Linked DNA regions of Mus musculus: regions 2, 3 and 4 are each linked to region 1. The links are chromatin contacts, called in public promoter capture Hi-C maps. All regions are on one chromosome and are shown on one strand. Each heading gives the region's core, a stretch centred on a gene start, on an enhancer-like site or on the middle of the called end of the contact. The rest is flanking DNA. Distances are from core to core; before and after follow the strand shown.

Region 1 (4,263 bases), core at 1,150-3,649:
AGCAGCCCAAGTGTCCTTCACCAGTGAATGGTTAATCCATGTGTGATGCATGCATCTATACATACATACATACATACATACATACATATGGACATTATCCAGCCTTAGAAAAGAAAAATATTCTGACACATGTCTCAACCTGGATAAACAATAAAAACATCTGCTGTGTGAAAGACATCAGTCTTTAACTAGGTGCTGTGACCCAGGACTCTCAAGACTGAAGCAGGAGAATACAAAGTTCCAAGCCAGCATGGACTGTATGACTAGATCCAATCTCAAAATCCAAAACTTGACCTTAAGAAAAGGGCAACTGTCTAGCTGTGGAGGCACAAAACTTTGATCCCCACACCTGGGAGGCAGAGGCGGGAGGATCTCTGTGAGTTTGAGGCCAACCTAGTCTACAAAGTGAGTTCTAGGACAGCCAAGCCTACACACACACACACACACACACAGAGAGAGAGAGAGAGAGAGAGAGAGAGAGAGAGAGAGAGAGAGAGAAATCCTGTCTCAAAAATAACCAAGAAATGGGGCTGGAGGGTTAAGAGCACCACTGTCTGCTCTTCCAGAGGCCCTGAGTTCAACTCCCAGCAACCACATGGTATATCTGAAATCAGCTACAGTGTGTTCATATACATTAAAGAAATAATAAAAAAAGAAAAGCAGGAGTATGCTGTGAGATGCCTCAGTGGGTCAAGGTGCTTGCTTGGCCCTACACCTGTCGACCTGAATTCAATCCCTGGAATCCGCATGGTGAGGACAGAGCCCTGGCTCCCTCAATCTGTTCTCTGACCTTTGCATGCACACTGTGGCATATGCACCTATACACACATCTGTCTGCCCTCACATATGCACAGAATAAATAAATAAATGTAATGAACTAAAAGAAACAGCAGCTAGTTACAATGAGACAAATAATGCAGGACTTAGATGAAGGATCTAGAATAGTCAAGTTCAAAACAAAAACAATGGTGATTTTCTGAGGCTGGAGAAAATGCTATGGTTAAAACAAACAGACTGAGCAAGTTATAATTTTATATCTAAAAACATATCATATATACATACAACTAAATATGTATATAAAACTAAAGAAAAAGAGGCCTCAGATTTGAAAAGTCAAGAAGTGTCTAGGAGGAGGAGGGGGGAGGAAATGGGAGGGAGTGGTGTTTGAATAAAAAATTGGCCCCCACGGGTCCATAGGGAATGGCACCGTTAGGAGGTGTGGCCTTGTTGGAGGAAGTGTGTAACTGGGGGGGGGGGGGGTGCAGGCTTTGAGGTTTCAGAAGCATAAGGCAAGCATAATGGCTAACAGTGGTCTCTTCTGGCTGCCTGCCTTCTTCCTTCAGCTATTCTCAGCTCTGTCTCCAGCACCGTGTCTGCCTGAACACTGCCATGCTTCCTGCCATGCTGAAAATGGACTAAACCTCTGAAACTGTAAGCCAGCCCCAATTAAATGTTTGTTTGTTTGTTTCTAAGAGTTGCGGTAGTCGTGGTGTCTCTTCACAGCATTAAAACCCTAAAACAGGGGAGAACCTATGAGATTATATTATCTCAAAAAAACTATTTTAAAAAAATCAATAAGAAGACCAGACGTTGAACTACAGCCATTTATCTGAGACATTTCTGCATCCATCTGGTTTGTTCAAAGTTATCAGAACTGGGTGCTGAATAGATTTTGAAAACTATTCAGGCACTTTTTTAGTCCGAAATGATGATACATTATTATCTCTTAATTCTCCCAGTTATAATGGTGGAAGGCAGCAGAACACAGTGGTACATGGCTTTAATGTCAGCACTTGGAAAACAGAGGCAGGAGGATTTCTGTGAGTTGAAGGCTAGCCTAGTCTACAGAGTTGCAAAGCTCTTGAACCGTCATTTGTTCTTCCCAGGACTTCTAGGTAGGTCTTCTGAGAAAAGATTTGTCGTCTTAAACAAAAGCAAACAAACAAACAAACAAAAAACCCTGTTTTAGAGTCTTACAAAGAAATAATCCCGCTGGAGTTGGTTATGAAGAAGCTAACTACTTGGAAGGGTGAAAGTGGACGATCAAGGTTCTCCCTAACTTACATACTGAGCTCAAGGCCTGCCTGAGCAACTCACCCTGTTTGAAATAAAAGCCAAATCAGGGTCGGCTTGTAGCTCCCTGGGAGAACCCCTGCCTGGCACGTGCAAGGAGCGAGGCTCAGTCTGCGATAGCGACAACAACTAAAAATTATCTGCACCGTTAGTAACACTAACAAAGCCAAGAGTCGTCTTCAGTGTGCTTTTCATTTCACTGGCCGCCAGCCGGTCACGGAGGGGGCCTGTCATTGTCCTCCTCTGAGAGTTACCAATAAAGTTGTTACAAAGTGACCTTGAGCGTCTTCCCCCGCCTTCTCCATCCGGGTGCTGCGGCGCGGATAAGAGCCGCACCGCGCTTGCGCGCCCAGCCCCACTGCTTCGACCTCTGCCGCCGCCACTGCCGCCGCCTCGGGAGGTAAGCGAAGGTAAACGGAGGGCGCGGGGCCCGGGCCGGGGCGGAGCGGGTCTCCCGGCCCTGTCCACCGGGCTTGCGCTTCCCGGGCACGCGGCCACGCTGACCGCCTGCGCGGGGCCCCTCGGGGCCGGGGTGGCAAGGACAGGCCCCTGGGGGGGACACTTGACCTTAAGCCTCTTTTCGCTCCGCAGAGAGGAAGCGGGAGAGGAGCCCACGTCGCCTGTCACCTAGATCCACGCCGCGCCGCCAGGAAGAAAGATGTTCGCCTGCGCCAAGCTCGCCCGCACCCCCGCTCTGGTGCGTAACCCGGGCCTCGGCCCAGCATTCACGCCGAGGGACCGGCTCTCCTTCACCCTTGCCCCGATGTCCTCTCCTCCCTCCCTCCCTCCCAACCCTGGGGCCCGCAGACAGTTCCCGGCCATGTGTCCCCCCCGAGGCCTAGCTGACAGGCCTTCTGGGCGTAGGTCACAGCCTCCTTGCTCGTGGAGCGCGCCCCTCCCCCACCGCCCGGTCCCTATGGAGTTGGGGTCGACGCGAAGGTCGGGGTGCTGAGAAGTCAGGAAGGGGCAGCTGAGGCCTAGTTGCCTGCACAGCGTTTCCCGTGCGCGTCTGTAGGTCAAACTCGCCGCTGCAGAGGGAGGGACTTTGCTTCCTTGTGTGGGCGGAGAAAGGTGTTGGGGAGCCCCGAAGCTTGCTTTTTTGGAGGCTTTAAGTGAAGTCTGAATCTAAAAGATTTGTGCTAGAGAATCGGGTCCTGGTTCTGGAGGGATTTTCTGTGACCTTAGTGTCCGTGGACACTCAAGGGCAGAGAAGCCAGACTGCCAGATGTCCTTATAGTGAGAGTATTGCAACGGCTGTTAAGCTGACATCAAAATGCTTAACTCTATAGTAAATTTAGAATTAGTGGGTATTTAGGAATCCTTTGAAAATTGTAGGAGCTTCATTAGCTGCTGGACTGTTGTAAATGATCAAAATCATAGCGACACCCTTATGAGCCCACATAACTTACTTGAATTTACAGCACTACAGTTACTGAAACTTCCACAACACTCAGTCACTTGGTAACTAATTGGTCTTAGGATTTTTGTTTACAGATAGATTAAATAGAACATTCCATGGTTCATTAGCATAAAATTTTAGGTTGGCTTTGTGTATGCACAATGACCAAAGGCCATGCTAATTGCAGAGATAATAAATCTGTTCGTTCTCTTCTGCTTTCTCCTTTAGAGTTTAAAGTTGCACAAGAGGTCACTGAAGACTAATGTGTACTCTTTAGTACTTGAAATTCTTTCTTTTCCTTCCATTAATAGATCCGAGCTGGATCCAGAGTTGCATATAGACCAATTTCTGCATCAGTGTTATCTCGGCCAGAGACTAGGACTGGAGAGGTGAGTATTAATAACAGAAATTAGGAAACACTGTCAATAAGTCTTACAGAGTTGTTATCATGAAGGGGTGTATTAATGGGTGGTTTCTTTCCAGTTTTATTAAATAATACATAGAAGGTGAGCCACTGAGAGGAACTTTTGGCCAGCACAACCTTCTGAATTAGCAAATAAATATTTTAGGCTGTATTTATAGTTTTGAGTTATCTGTGTTTAAAATAGCCACGGTTATCCAAAAAAGCCTGCTTTGTTGAAAAGCATATTCATTATTCTGTTTTATACTTTTAAAAATCCTAAGAGGTATAGGTCTTGTTAACTATCTTATACGAGATAAGAATTATATCAAGCTCTTGGTTTTCTTTTTCCTTGAGCCATACAATTATTTATTCATACCAAGCTATAGTA
Region 2 (4,263 bases), core at 1,073-3,572, 1.9 Mb before region 1:
AATAATGTAGGTGCACATATAAATGTTTAGTCACACAGATACCTGCAAATGAGAAAACAGTCATGTGTATGAAGCCACTAGGAAAAATGAGAAATCAGATACTATAACATCAGTGACACCAGAGGCTAAGTGACTCTCGGCTTTACCCTCTCCTACCACCAAGTAACCAAACTCTGGGAACCTCCTCGTAGTCTTAAAATGGTATCGGATGCCTTAATTCCGAGTCCCAGCATTATGCATTAAAGTTAGGCGATTCACAGCCACTGTCTGTCTTCAGACACAAGCAACTACAGCTATTTGTTGAGAGCTTGTGTAACACAGTACACTGAACATCTTTCAGCTGCAGTTTTCTGTTGCCAAAGCAAAAATGCAAAGCAGGGATTAGTTCTTTGGTTTTTTGGTTTTGTTTGGTTTTGTTTCCGTTTCCTAAAACAGGTCTCCAACCTCCACTCCCAAGTGCTTGGATTAAAGGCTTACCCACCACCACCACATCTGGTTCTACATCTTTCTTAAAATGAGGGAGGGGACACAGCTCTGAGAGAGACAGAAAGTTTATACGGTAAAACAGCCTAATGGAATTCAAACCTAGGTTTGTTTCCAGCCATTACAGTTGCCAATCGAATCTTCATCTCCATTCCAGTGTCCTTTCTAAAAAGTAACTCAGATGTTCTTTCCGTCCGCATCCCTGTCATTCTCACAGCTTCTGCCACACCTGAGTCCGGTAGTTCTCTAGTCCCCCACACTCTTTACCTGTGACCATTCTGTTTGTCTACCACGAGCTTTCTCCCCCTCCAGGGCTGTTTTCATTACAAACTTCAAGATTTACACAGAAACCCCTGGCTCAGAAAAGCCTTTATCCTAACAAATACATATACTCAAAACTAGGGTTAAATGACCATGAGTTTCAATTATCAGCTAAATTTCTTAAACTGTATTATTACTTTGGTGCCCTACAGGGAAGAGCACATTTCAGAATCCCTGCATTTCTGGCACAGTGTGTATGCAGTGAGAACTTAATTACATGGGTTGAATTCATGAGGCAGTCCATTTGATTTGCTTTTGATGTGTAAACTGTAACACAGGTACCTGCTACCTGCAGCACACTTCTTAACCTTTTCTTCTAATTTCTTCATCTGTAAAATGGAAGACTACTGCACCTACCTAATACCTTAGGAACGTAGAAGTAATGGAAATAGCACCATCTCCAGCACTTTGAAAGTACACATTCGAGTTAGCAAAATCTTTTTTTTTTTTCATTCTCCAAGTTTTTCCAAACTGATCATCTCAGAAAACACCATCTCTCGACAGCTTTCATCAGAGACAGAGATTCTCCTCCAATGGTCTTAAGGTTTTACAAACATTCCTCATTCAGACTCTTGTCTTTTAGCTTCTTAAAGGATCAGTAGCTGGAATACCAAAGTCTTAAGTCACTAACGCTTGCAGTCTACTGTATCTCACTCACTCACTCACTGGTTTCCTCCCTTAAAGTTAGAATCCATGACCACAAGGAAGTGGTAACCTACCCTACAGAAACCACTCACACCTCTCCCCAGAGTACCACCATCCCACTCCAGCTTGCTAGCATCCAGGCTTTTGAGAATTCGTAGAAATCTGATTATCTAGTGCAATTTTAAAACTCCTCGTCGTAGATTAAGACAATCCTCCTGCTACCCGTTCCAAGATAGAGAATGAATTTCCAGCCTCCAAAACCCAAAAGAGGGGATCCGCTTAAACCCTTTTCCCACTAGGTCATGAAATGTGTTTCCTTCAAAAAGAGACACCAAAATCCGGCCAAGCCATGCCGCCCCTTCCCGACAGAGTCCGGTGTGTCTGGTCCACTCCCAGCCCGCAAGCTGATGTACTCTCAGGGATCGGAATGCCTTCCGCCCACCCTGCCAACTCCCTGCCCACTCCCGTGCTCTCCTCTCCCACAGCCCAGGCCGCTCACGGCCTCCCGCCGCCAGCTCCATCCCGGGCCGCTACTCACCGCTTCTTGGGGATGGTGCCCGACTCTGGTGCGGCAGGAGTAGCGGCGGGCGACGCCCCGGCCGCCGACGCGGCTCTCCGCGCTTTGCACTCATTGGTACTCGGAGCCTCCTGGGGCCGGCCCAGCAGATGGCCCGACAGAACCCGCAGCCGCCGGCGCGCGCGGCCCGCGTCTGGGTCCCGCTCGCTCGCGCCCGCCTCGCCCGCCGCCGCCTCCGCCATGGCTTCCGCCTTGTGCCGCCGCCCGAGGCCGCTGGGCTCGGGTGAAAGGTCACTCAGAGCGGCGCCCCGCGCGACCATTCGCTGCGGCGCATCCCGGCAGTCACCGCGGCGACTGGCGGCAGGGGCCTTGCGCCTGGAGCTTCAACGGGCTCTGTCCCCGCCCACAGCAGCTTCGCCCCGCCCCTCCCCGCCTCGGCCACGCCCGCCGCCGCGCCTCGCCACGCCTCGTCCTGGCGTACCTGCAGAGCAGGTGAGTTCCAGCGGAGCCCGGATTGGCCCAAAGGGGCAGGAGGAGAGCCAAACTACACAGCACACCCGCAGTTGCCAAACCTATGGGTGTGGCATCTTGGATGTGGCCCGAGCGCCCGGAGGCTATTTTCTGGAACAGATGCCTAGGAGCCTGAATAGTGAGTGGGCCGGTGGTGCTGCTGATCTGGCAATGGAGCCAAACCTGGTGAACTTCCCCTAGGTCAAAACCAATCCTTTAAGCGATAGAGCCAGTGCCCCATCAGTCTCTAGGTGTCTAGCACTGTGTTCAGCACTCATGTGGAAGTGAGAGGACAACTTCCAGTTGTCTCTTTCCACCATGTGTATCCAGGGCATCAAACTCGGGTCATCAAACTTCGTGGCAAGTACCTTTACCTACTGAGCCGTCTTGCCCACAGGCTGTATAAAAACCACAGCCTTCAATCTAATGGTTGTTTTTTTTTTTTTTTTTTTTTTTTGGTTTTTTGGTTTTTTGGTTTGTTTGTTTACGTGAAAAAGTGTTATCTGCAAAAATACCATTGAGTTCGTTTTGTGTTAGCCAACAACTCCTAGGCATGGGGCCCACTCTGAAGTGTGGTTAATATACCTAGTGAGACTCCACTGGCAAAAAGTACTTTTCTTGTGCGGATGGGTACCAATTTCAGATAGCTTTTTGGTTCATGGTGGGACGCTGTGTCCACTTCAACCTCTCAGCTCTAGGATTCCATCTGGCTTGATCCCCTGTACATCCTTTGTGTGCTGTCACAGTTTCTGTGAGTTCGTATGTGAATTAGTTCTGTTGTATACAAAAGACACTTTCTTTGGAGTCATCCATCAGCTCTGACTCTTAGAATCTTTCCTCCTCTTCTGTGTCGATCCCTGAGCCTTGAAGGGAAGGTGTTGGGTGGCTTAGCATCTTTTTATACTTGATTTTTTTTCCAGATAATATAAAAGCTATAAAGGCCTAGTAACATCTATTTTGTGCATCTACCTAAGGTCTCTGTTGAATTCTCTTTGCTCTTCTGACTTTTAAGTCCATGAGAGCTCTGTTTAGGTGACCATCCTCTCACCAGGGCAAACCTGCTCCTGCAGGGTGTGACTGGGGCTGGATGCATGACTAAGAGAACAGATATGCATTCCTGAACATTTCATAACAGAAGAAAGAGATCCTTTGACATCATTCTCTGCTAGAGAAGTAGCGTCTTACTTAAAATAAATCAATAAGTAAACTTCAGTTTGCCTTCCAGTGCTGTGCACATGTTCATAATGACCATCCTGCCTTGCACAAGCTGAAGAAAACGATGCATTCATATCTATTGGCTTGGTAAAAGTCGCCAGAGAAGTTGGAGGTGACTCGGTCCAAGAATTAATGAGCTAAGGGTTTTTCCTAACCGCTGTCCCCTCCATTCATCCAGACATTTCTCCCACTTCCTCATATTTTACTTCCATTATCTTCATCCGGCAAATTCAGATATCACCAGTGACGTTGCTGCAGAGAAAAATAGACTTATCAGTTATTGAGTCTTGATGTTCTATCGCCTCTAGTGCAGATTATCCTTTGACCTTGCAAGAGCGTATTCATCCGCCTGTGCTTCCTTAAATGACTCAGAAACTCTGTCCTCTCCTGCCTCCTTCTGTGCTTCCTTGTTCCAGTGGCCTCGCCGCCATTTTGTTCCACCAACCCCAGTTTCTTTTACTGCTGTTTTGCCTCTGTACAGCTGGTTCTTCACCTTCACTTTTCTCTGTGTGCATTTTCTTCCTAAGCATGTCTGGTCTTCATTTATGATGCATGTCTTTATTTAATTTTTA
Region 3 (4,263 bases), core at 1,275-3,774, 1.8 Mb before region 1:
TAGACCCTCTTGCCTTAGATGTCTCACAGCTCTTGGCCACCACTTGTCAAGTGGGCATTCCTTTCTTCACCTCTGGGTTAAAACTCTTTGGTTTGCATGTGATCACATCCCTGCTTTTAGCTCTTTGGCGTATGTATCAAAGCCCCAACTTTTGTCTCTAGTATTCCTCAGATGTTTGTATGCGACAGTGTGGCATGGAGAGAGTACTTGTTTTTGCAAATCTCTCCAGCCCCCTGGAGCAGAAAAATGCAGTTCCTCCCCTTCTATCCCTCATAGAAAACTTAGGATTGTCAGCTGCCCTTCTAACAGTTGGCAGCCATTCTTCCGGCAACAGCTACAACAATGGCTTGGTGTCATTTACAAAAATGTAAGATGTCAGATAACCCAGGATTTATTTGCATTAGAAAAGTCTACTGTAAAATTAGAAGAACAGGTCGATTCATTAACCGAGGTACTCCAACAGCATGGTAGGGCACTTGATCTGCTTTATGCACAACACAGAGATTACTGTATGACCTTGGGGAAACGTGCTGCTTCTACGCAAACTACTAAGCAAACTATTCAGTTTGGTTTGGCATCACAGAGAGAGGGAAAAGGCCCTACAAGGAGGAAGTAAAAGCCTCCCATTTCCTTTCTCAGGTTCTTCCTGGCTAGTAACTCTGCTTTCAGTTGTCACAAGGCCCTTAGCTCTCCTGCCGACAGAGGTTGGCCCCTGCAGCATTAATACTATGAAATATTATGTTGTTGGCTAACTTTATGTTTAAAAGTTTAAATTTTCGGTGCTCCAGAGAACTATAAAGCAAAATTAGACCTCCAAATGTTAAGGGCCGTTAAGGGTTAAATTTTTTTTACTGCTGTTTCTGTTTTGCTGGAGAAGGAGATTCTGTTTGCATTCTGTTTGTGAGAGAACAAATGGCTGAGCATTGCATTCAGAAGTCCTGAGTCTCAGCTGGAGACCTAGCGCTAGGATCTGAGTAAGAGACCTTTCTTTGTCAGATTGTTGAATCTCTAACTGACCCCAGGCCCATAATAGGGTAGTGGTTTTTAAAATACATTTCAAGCCAGGCAGTGGTGGCGCAAACCTTTAGCCCCAGCACTTGGGAGGCAGAGGCAGGCAGATTTCTGAGTTCTAGGCCAGCCTGGTCTACAGAGTGAGTGTCAGGACAGCCAGGGCTACACAGAAAAACCCTGTCTTAAAAAACCAAAAAAAAAAAAAAAAATTCAAAAGAAGATATTTGTGTTCAAACATACTTAAAACAACAAAGAGAAAGATAAAAATACTCTGGGTTTTCAACTATTAACACATTAAAACATCCCTCGATTTTTTTTCTAAGCCCATATAACTATTTTAGAAATTGGATTTTTTTTCGGGGGCAGTTAAAGAAGTATGTTTGGGAATGAACGTTGTGAAAACAGTCACTACCACCACCACCACCACCAAACCCAAGTGGCAGAGTCTATGGTACAGTTCTCAGCCTGTGGAGAGCCACCCCAAGCATCTCAGATATTTTGCACATCCGATACTTACATTACAATTTATAGCAACAAAATTAGTTATGAAGTAGCAGCAAAAATACTTTTCTAGTTGGAGGTCACCACAACACGAACTATATTAAAGGGTCGCTGCATTACGACGGTTGAGAAACGCTGCTCTAAAAACAGCTTGAGAGGTGGGGCCTTATGAGATCATACCTCAAAATTCCCAAATAGAGTAAGTACGTGTAAAGGAACCCTGAGAGTCTTAGAATCCACTTCGGTGATTCTGTTAGAGCTGTGCCCGCTTGCTGGGCTCTGGGTGGATGAAGTGATACTGAGTGACCGCTTGGGCCCCGAGCCCAGGGCACGTGGGAGAAGTGGAGGGCCTTCGAGTAAGCGAGCACGAGTTTGCAGCGTGGACTCATCCATCTCCCTGGGGCAGAGGTGTTTGAGCACCAGCAACTGAATGGGACCTGGGGCCAGAGGGCAGTTGGCCTCTTGCAAAGTCCGGGTCCCAGCTCAGAGCCCTAACCCCGAAACTGGCGCCACAGTCAGCCGGTGGAGCGAGATAAAGCGGGCAAGGTTCTGCAGGTCCAAATCAGGGAGTGGCAGCTCCGATAGCAGCGCACGGGCCGGGGCTCCCGGTGTGCTTGCACCAACTGTTTAAACTGCTTCAAAGAGCCAGGGCTGGAGCGACCTTCGGCAAACAGCTGCTAATCTCTAGCAAGGGGGTGCTGTCCTACAGAGGACTGGGGGGGCCGAAGGCCTCCTGCTCGCGCTCCGCCCCCCGTGCGACTTCAGCCCACCTGACTCCGCCATGCCCCGGACAGCGAGAGGAGGATCAACAGTGGGGGGTCGAGGGGAACGCGGGAACTCCGGCCGGAAGCACTCAGGTCCATGCCCCGCCCTCGGGCTCTTGCTCCTTCCACTGGCCCCCGTCTTGTCCCCCCCTCCCCTTGCCCCGCCCTAGGCCTTTGCGGGGGGCCCTCGGGTCCTTGCCCTGCCCCTGTACGCGATTCCAAGCTCTTGCCCCGCCCCTTACCCCGCCTCCATGCCCTTGTCCTGCCTCTGGCCCTTGCCTCTTGCCCTAGCCTTTTCTCCGCCTCTAAGTTCTTGTCCCGTCCCTAGGTCCTTGTTCCGCCCCCAGGGGGCGGGGGCGGGGCGGACTAAGGCTGGCCTGCCACTCCAGCGAGCAGGCTATCTCCTAGTTCTCCGCTGCTCGGACTAGCCATTGCCGCCGCCTCACCTCTGCTGCAAGTAGCCTCGCCGTCGGGGAGCCCTACCACAGCGTCCGCCCTCAGCATGATGGACTTGGAGTTGCCACCGCCAGGACTACAGTCCCAGCAGGTGCTGCCCCAACCTTCGGGCCCCTGGGCTGTGCCAAGAAGCCGGCAGGAGCTCGAGGGGATAGTGGCTCCGGGAGGGAGGGACAGTCTGAGCCAGGACTACGACGGCAGGGCCTGGGAACTGCCCCGCCGAGCTGGGAGGGCAACGGAGGATGTTGGGGCCGCGACGAGAGTGGGGTCCGAGCCTGAGGTCTCCAGGGGCGGCGAGGTTGGGGTGTGGAGGAAGCTCTGACTTCGTGGGGCCAGGCAGAGACACCACCACCTCGCTGGGTGGGAGGCGCAGAGGCGGGAGGGGGGTGGATGCTGGCGGTCTAAACCGGCGCCGCCCGGCCTTTTCCGGGGCAGCGTAGTTTCCCTGATTCGGTGCCGGTAAAAATGTGCCTAGTCACGGGGCCGCGCTCGGGGGAGCTGAGGTCTCTCCTCGGCGTCCGCCCGAAGCCCTCCCCAACCCCCGTTCTACGACTTGGTGAGCTCGGCCGTCTACGGCCTCAGCCCGAGAGCTGGTCTGTAAGATCACGCCTGTCCGTCTTGATCCAGAAAAGCCCAGCCCTCCGGGGGCGGAGGAGAAAGTCACCGGGTGGCCCTCGTGCTCTGGCGCCCCGACGGGCGGCCTGCCGGCAGGGCTCCGCACGCTCCTTCAGCCTGGGAACCCGGGAATGGCCTCGCGCCGGGCGCAAGGACGTGCAGACCTGGGCGGCGGGCTCCGAGGTCCGAGTGGGCCCCATGCTGGGCTGTGTGTTCTGAGTATGGTGACCCGCGGGGCCCCACGTAGTGTGCGAGGCTGTGGCTTCTGGCTGGCTTACATCGGCCAGTTGGCAGTCACAGAGGCCCTCGGTTGGCCCTTTCCTGCTCTATAGCGTGCAAACCTCGCTGCTCTGGGGCCAAGGGACAAGTTGGAGCTGTTGATCAGTTGCGCAATTGTTATTTTCCCCTGGGCGGCTTTGTCTTTGGATTTAGCATTACAGAGTTGTAATACCAAAATGTATAAGGCAGGATATTCTGGTCCTTGCCGTCAAGGGTAAGAGTAATAGATTAGAATTTGTTGCTTTTTATACTGTTGCAGAAGTTTTGCTTTTAGACATTTATTTATTATCCCTCGCTTGTGTCCTTAATACATTTTTCTTTGCTGTTTGAGATTCTGCCTCAATTTTCTTAGCATGTTGCGCACTTTGAAGACAGCGAATGGGACGCTTGCGTTTCATAACACTTTCTTGCTAAGTTTTGAAGATTGTTATGTAAGTGAAAACCAGTTTCTGGTTATACTTCAGGCAGTTTTAAAGAAGTAAATGCTTATGTTGGCACACACGCGCGCACACACACACACAAAAGAGTCGGAATTGGATTTTTAGGAAAAGAAACCATTTAACTCCAGGGAATGTATAACTCGGTAAAGAGTAAGTTAGTTTAAATGTAAAGCTTTCGGCTGACCTGGAAGGTCCTG
Region 4 (4,263 bases), core at 648-3,147, 1.7 Mb before region 1:
CTAGAGTATTTCAGATGTTTCTAACAAATCATTCACTAGAAAAATAAACCCCAAAGACTGCCCGTGCCATCTCCACTGTCCTCAGTCTGCAACACCAACAAACCTGTAATTTTAAAACATGATCTATGAAATGCAACTTAGAAGCTTACAACGGGAAATTAAGAGAAATTCACATTTCCAGCTAATAACATTTCAGTTATTAAAAGACATTCCCAAGCAAATTAGGCATATCCCACAAAACACAGCCAAGACTTAACCCCGTGATACCTTGTGGGGGTTAAAAGGGTGGGTGAGGGTTTTGAGGCTGGCTCTCAAGGAAAGGCAGGCTAAGCTAGCCTTGAACTTGAGGCAGTCCTACCTTAGCCTTTCAAATACTAGGGTAACAGGTGTGCACGCACCATTCACACCTGGTTCCACTACTTAGCTTTCTGTAATCAATTTACCTTGGTTATACCCACTTACATCATATAGTTTCAAGTTATTTCGAATGCGATCCTTACATTCACAAGCGTGTAATTTGGATTTACAAGGTATAGCATATACCGCCTGACCAGAGGAATTAGAAACAAAACCGTAACTGAGAGACTTAGAAAATATCTAGCCTGTGGTTTTCTTTTTGAAGATTTTACTTTCGAGTGAACCGCTTTTAATGAACGCATTAAGACAATTCAACACAAGCCCTTAAAGGGGGCTCACTTTCTTCCATCTTCTGGAAATATTAGTTAGAACATTCAATATGCAGACAGCCACATACCAGAAACCCAACTACCCAAATTCACGTAAAACCCCTTTATTCAAGCCTCGCATAAATGAATTTGACAATACACAAAAAGCATCTCTATACACACAAAATTCTCGTAATCGTGGTATTTTCTAGTGTGGTCGCAGTTCTCTAAAACCAAAATCCAGGAAAACCAAAATCCGGGCCAATCCGAAGTATGAGAAATTAGATCAATAAAAATATTAAGCTCCAAGTAAACACATCTACACTCAAACCCCCGAAATGGTTAAGACTTCAACCACAGGACGCTGTAAATACTCTCATTCCAAATACTTGAGCACAAGCAGCGGGTTAGGAAGCACCTTAAAGCAGCAAGCTTTTCAGTAATGTATCCCCAAATGAGCGCTGAGAAAATCCGGCCCGAGTATTGCGCGGATTGTCATCACCCAGAAGGCCCGCCAAGGCCTAGATCCACGTCGGGAGCACCCCAGCGGAAAGCACCGCGCCCGGAGCCTGGAGGCCATCTGCGGCAGAAACGCCGGGCCGCCTCCCGCCGTCCCCTCCAATCCCCGCGCACTCCTTCTTGGCGGCGTAGCCAGGCGGCGGCCATTGCGGGCCACTGCGCCATTTCGTAACGCGGCGGCGGCGGATCAATGTCAATGCGGCCGCCGCCCGCCTGCTCGCTCGCCCGGATGTGCTCCTCCCCTCCCCCACCGCCTCCTCCCAACCGCTCCCGCGGAGGCCCGCCATGCCGCCCGCGGCCTCGCTAAGTCAGGCCGCGCAGCCCGAGGGCATCCTCGCCCGGCTGCCGAGCCACTCCCCGGCCCCGCCGCGTCTTCGAGGGCTGCCGGTGCGGCCGACCGAGAGGACCAGGCCGACGGAGGGCCCGGAGGAGGCCACCCGGCCCGCTCCCCTCCCCCTCCCACCGCCCTCAGCGCAAAGCGCGGGACGATCGTCCCGGTCTCCCCGGCCTCCCCACTCCCATCGAGCCAAAGCCCCCCCATGCCGGCAACTACCCAGCAACCCCCCGCTCTCCCCCTAATACCTCCTCCCCCCGGCGGCGGCGGCGACGGCCGGAGTCAGGCTGGGGGCGACCGGGCGGCGGTTTTACCTCCATTTTGAGACCGGACTCGCCTCTTCCAACTCGAGTTCAATATGGGACCGAGAGGAAGAGGCGGGGCCAGTCACCACGTGATGTGCTATCCGCGCGCCGCCCGCCCACTGGGGGCGGAGTCATGAGAAAGCGGAGCGCGACTGGTCCACCGCGTTGGCGGGCCGAGGGTGGAGAGCGGGGATTGGGCCGCCGGCGGGAGCGCGCGCGCCTCGCCAACTTCCAACGCAGCGCCGCCTTCGCCGCGGTTCGCGCCCGGCAGCGACGCTTACGTCAGCGGCAGCTCGACCAATGGCGAGAGCCCACGTCGGGAGAAAGCCGCGTGACCGCGCGTCAGCTTAGAGAAAGGCCTTTCCCTTTCTTCTGGCCCCTCTCGCCCCTCCCCCGCGCGCCTGCGGGTCTCCATTTCCGAGTTCACCTCCATTCCAGAGCCAAATGGAAAGTCACGCTTTTCTGACTTGAGACTTAAGGTTGTAAGAAAGCCAGTTGACCATCTTCGCCTCCCTCGCGGCTTTCTAAATGTCGAGAGCCCAGGTTTGGAAAAATGTGACTGCGCCGCCTTCCTGGGAGACCCACACTGCAAGTCGCAGTCGGGGCACGTCTCACGGACCGCAAAACGCGGCTGAGTTACTGCGGTTTTCACCTTAGCAGCTTGCACATTTACAAATTAAGACAGTCTGGGAGGAAGAAGCAGAGCCACTTGGGTATAGAATTGAGAGAATGGAACGATTTCCAACGTTTCCAAAAGGCTTCTGGCCATATAGGCCCTCTACCTGTTGGCTAGAGATTTGTTTCTTATTTAAAGTGGTCATCAGTTTCGAGTTTTAGTGTGCAGTATATGAACGAAATAAGTCGAATCGTTTATTTGCTTAGCAAAGGGATTTGGAACGATTTGGGTTTTTAATCAAATAAAAGCAAACATAGGATTAGGTAGTCTCGAAACACCCACTGTAACGAAGAATGATACCCCGGATTCTAATAGTATGTAAACGCAAACACTGTTTTTATTCTGTAGAAGTCCAGCATGCTGGGGTCTCCCGTTACCAAGATAGAGCCTGAAGTGAGCCCGCAGGACCAATTTAAAGCACCTTAGTGGAATCCTGGGGTAGGTGGGCTTTGTCTTACTCTGTCTCTAGGTATTCCAGAACCATACTAGGGTATGGTGCCTGGAAACTGGCTGAGGAATCTGGGGTGGGGGGTGGTAGGCTGTGTCTTATGCTATCTCGAAGGACATTCCATTACTGGGGCGTGGGGGCTGGCTGGGAACTGCTGACCCATTGTCCTTGTTTCAGGCCAGGTGGTGGGGCAGTTTCTAATTAGCTGCCTGAAGCCTGGGTTTTTAGACCTCGTCTCCTTAGCTGCTAATTTGAAGCCTGTCGTGGACTTAGCCTAGCCTTCTCACAATAACAACTGTAAATTAAAAGTCTACAGATTTGCTAGTCGTGGTATGTGTCACCTCTAGGCTACTCTGAAGGCAGAGGCCCATGCCTCTCTAGCTGGCTATGTGGAGTTTCAGGGAGCCAGTGCTATAGAGTGAGACCCTGTCTCAAAAGAAAAAAAAAATCTGCAGATCTCATTTAAATAAAGTTATTGAGGGTAAGAAAAAAAGCACAATTGACAAGCCTTCTTTTCCTGCAACAAATTGCATATTTTAACATTCTGCATAGCAAACTCCTTTGCAATTTATCTGTCTCTCCCAGTGAAAGATGAGAAATGGATTCAGATGGTGGCACACACCTTTAATCCCAGCAGTCAGACATGAGACCTAGGCCTGGATCCTCATCTCTGCAAACTGGGCAGGTGACACAGCTCCTAATCCCTCAAACCCACAGCATTTAGGGATTGGAGGTGGGAGATTGAAAAAACTCAGAGCAGCCAAGTGTGGTGTCTCAGGACTTTAATCACAGCAACCAGGAGGCAGATGCAGAAGGATCTCTGGGGGTACCAGGCCAGCCTGACCTACATCTAGCTCTAGGATACAGAGACCCTGTCTCAAAAGGGCTCAAGGACATTCACAGCTACAAAGTGGGGTATGAGGCCTCCCTGGGCTACATGATACCCTGATTCTAGTTTGCTTTATGTTGCTGGGTAATAAACGCCATGACCAAAACCAACTCAAAAGGGGAAAATGTTATACTTCCAGGTCATGGTTGTCATTGAAGGAAATGAGGGCAGGAAGTGAAGCAGAAACGATAACCAATCTTTGGCTGGTTTGTTCTCTGGCCCATGCTCAGATACCGATCTTTTTTGATCCTTGGTTTTTCAAGATGGTTTTTGAGAGACCAAATTTTGGGGTTTAGATTCCATCTTAGAAAACCTGACCTAGCTGGGCACTGGTGGCGCACGCCTTTAATCTCAGCACTTGGGAGGCAGAGGCAGAGGCAGGTAGATTTCTGAGTTCAAGGCCAGACTGGTTCACAGAGTGAGTTCC

What was found. Promoter capture Hi-C pulls out the DNA fragments that hold promoters and counts their contacts. Capture Hi-C pulls out chosen DNA fragments and counts their contacts.
Region 2: a contact with region 1 is called in a promoter capture Hi-C map of adipose tissue, with 3 times the contacts expected there. The contact joins the promoter of Agps here to the promoter of Atp5g3 in region 1. A contact is called at or near these places in 3 of 39 promoter capture datasets (the C10 cell line, hippocampal neurons and liver), 1 of 484 Hi-C or Micro-C datasets (B cells), 1 of 115 datasets of contacts at active chromatin or transcription factors (astrocytes) and 1 of 9 other capture datasets (adipose tissue).
Region 3: a contact with region 1 is called in a promoter capture Hi-C map of pre-B cells, with 6 times the contacts expected there. The contact joins the promoter of Nfe2l2 here to the promoter of Atp5g3 in region 1. A contact is called at or near these places in 4 of 39 promoter capture datasets (hippocampal neurons, liver and pre-B cells), 4 of 115 datasets of contacts at active chromatin or transcription factors (astrocytes, bone marrow-derived dendritic cells, embryonic forebrain and 1 more) and 1 of 9 other capture datasets (liver).
Region 4: a contact with region 1 is called in a promoter capture Hi-C map of hippocampal neurons, with 9 times the contacts expected there. The contact joins the promoter of Hnrnpa3 here to the promoter of Atp5g3 in region 1. A contact is called at or near these places in 4 of 39 promoter capture datasets (cranial neural crest, hippocampal neurons and liver) and 3 of 115 datasets of contacts at active chromatin or transcription factors (astrocytes, cardiomyocytes and microglia).

Annotation. Positions count from the first base shown.
Region 1 is chr2:73,909,462-73,913,724 of GRCm38.p6, reverse strand. It overlaps Atp5g3 (ATP synthase, H+ transporting, mitochondrial F0 complex, subunit C3 (subunit 9)), which reads left to right and starts at 2,399. Exons shown (of 5, transcript NM_175015.3): 1 at 2,399-2,473; 2 at 2,665-2,770; 3 at 3,784-3,861. The coding sequence starts at 2,732.
Region 2 is chr2:75,830,236-75,834,498 of GRCm38.p6, reverse strand. It overlaps Agps (alkylglycerone phosphate synthase), which reads right to left and starts at 2,322. Exons shown (of 20, transcript NM_172666.3): 1 at 1,988-2,322. The coding sequence starts at 2,286. Gm34861 (a long non-coding RNA gene) reads left to right here and starts at 2,312. Exons shown (of 3, transcript XR_866490.3): 1 at 2,312-2,458.
Region 3 is chr2:75,702,924-75,707,186 of GRCm38.p6, reverse strand. It overlaps Nfe2l2 (nuclear factor, erythroid derived 2, like 2), which reads left to right and starts at 2,524. Exons shown (of 5, transcript NM_010902.4): 1 at 2,524-2,823. The coding sequence starts at 2,779. It overlaps E030042O20Rik (a long non-coding RNA gene), which reads right to left and starts at 302. Exons shown (of 2, transcript XR_003953858.1): 1 at 1-302.
Region 4 is chr2:75,656,893-75,661,155 of GRCm38.p6, reverse strand. It overlaps Hnrnpa3 (heterogeneous nuclear ribonucleoprotein A3), which reads right to left and starts at 1,897. Exons shown (of 11, transcript NM_053263.1): 1 at 1,833-1,897. The coding sequence starts at 1,838. It overlaps Gm39859 (predicted gene, 39859), which reads left to right and starts at 2,219. Exons shown (of 3, transcript NR_166143.1): 1 at 2,219-2,366; 2 at 2,848-2,937.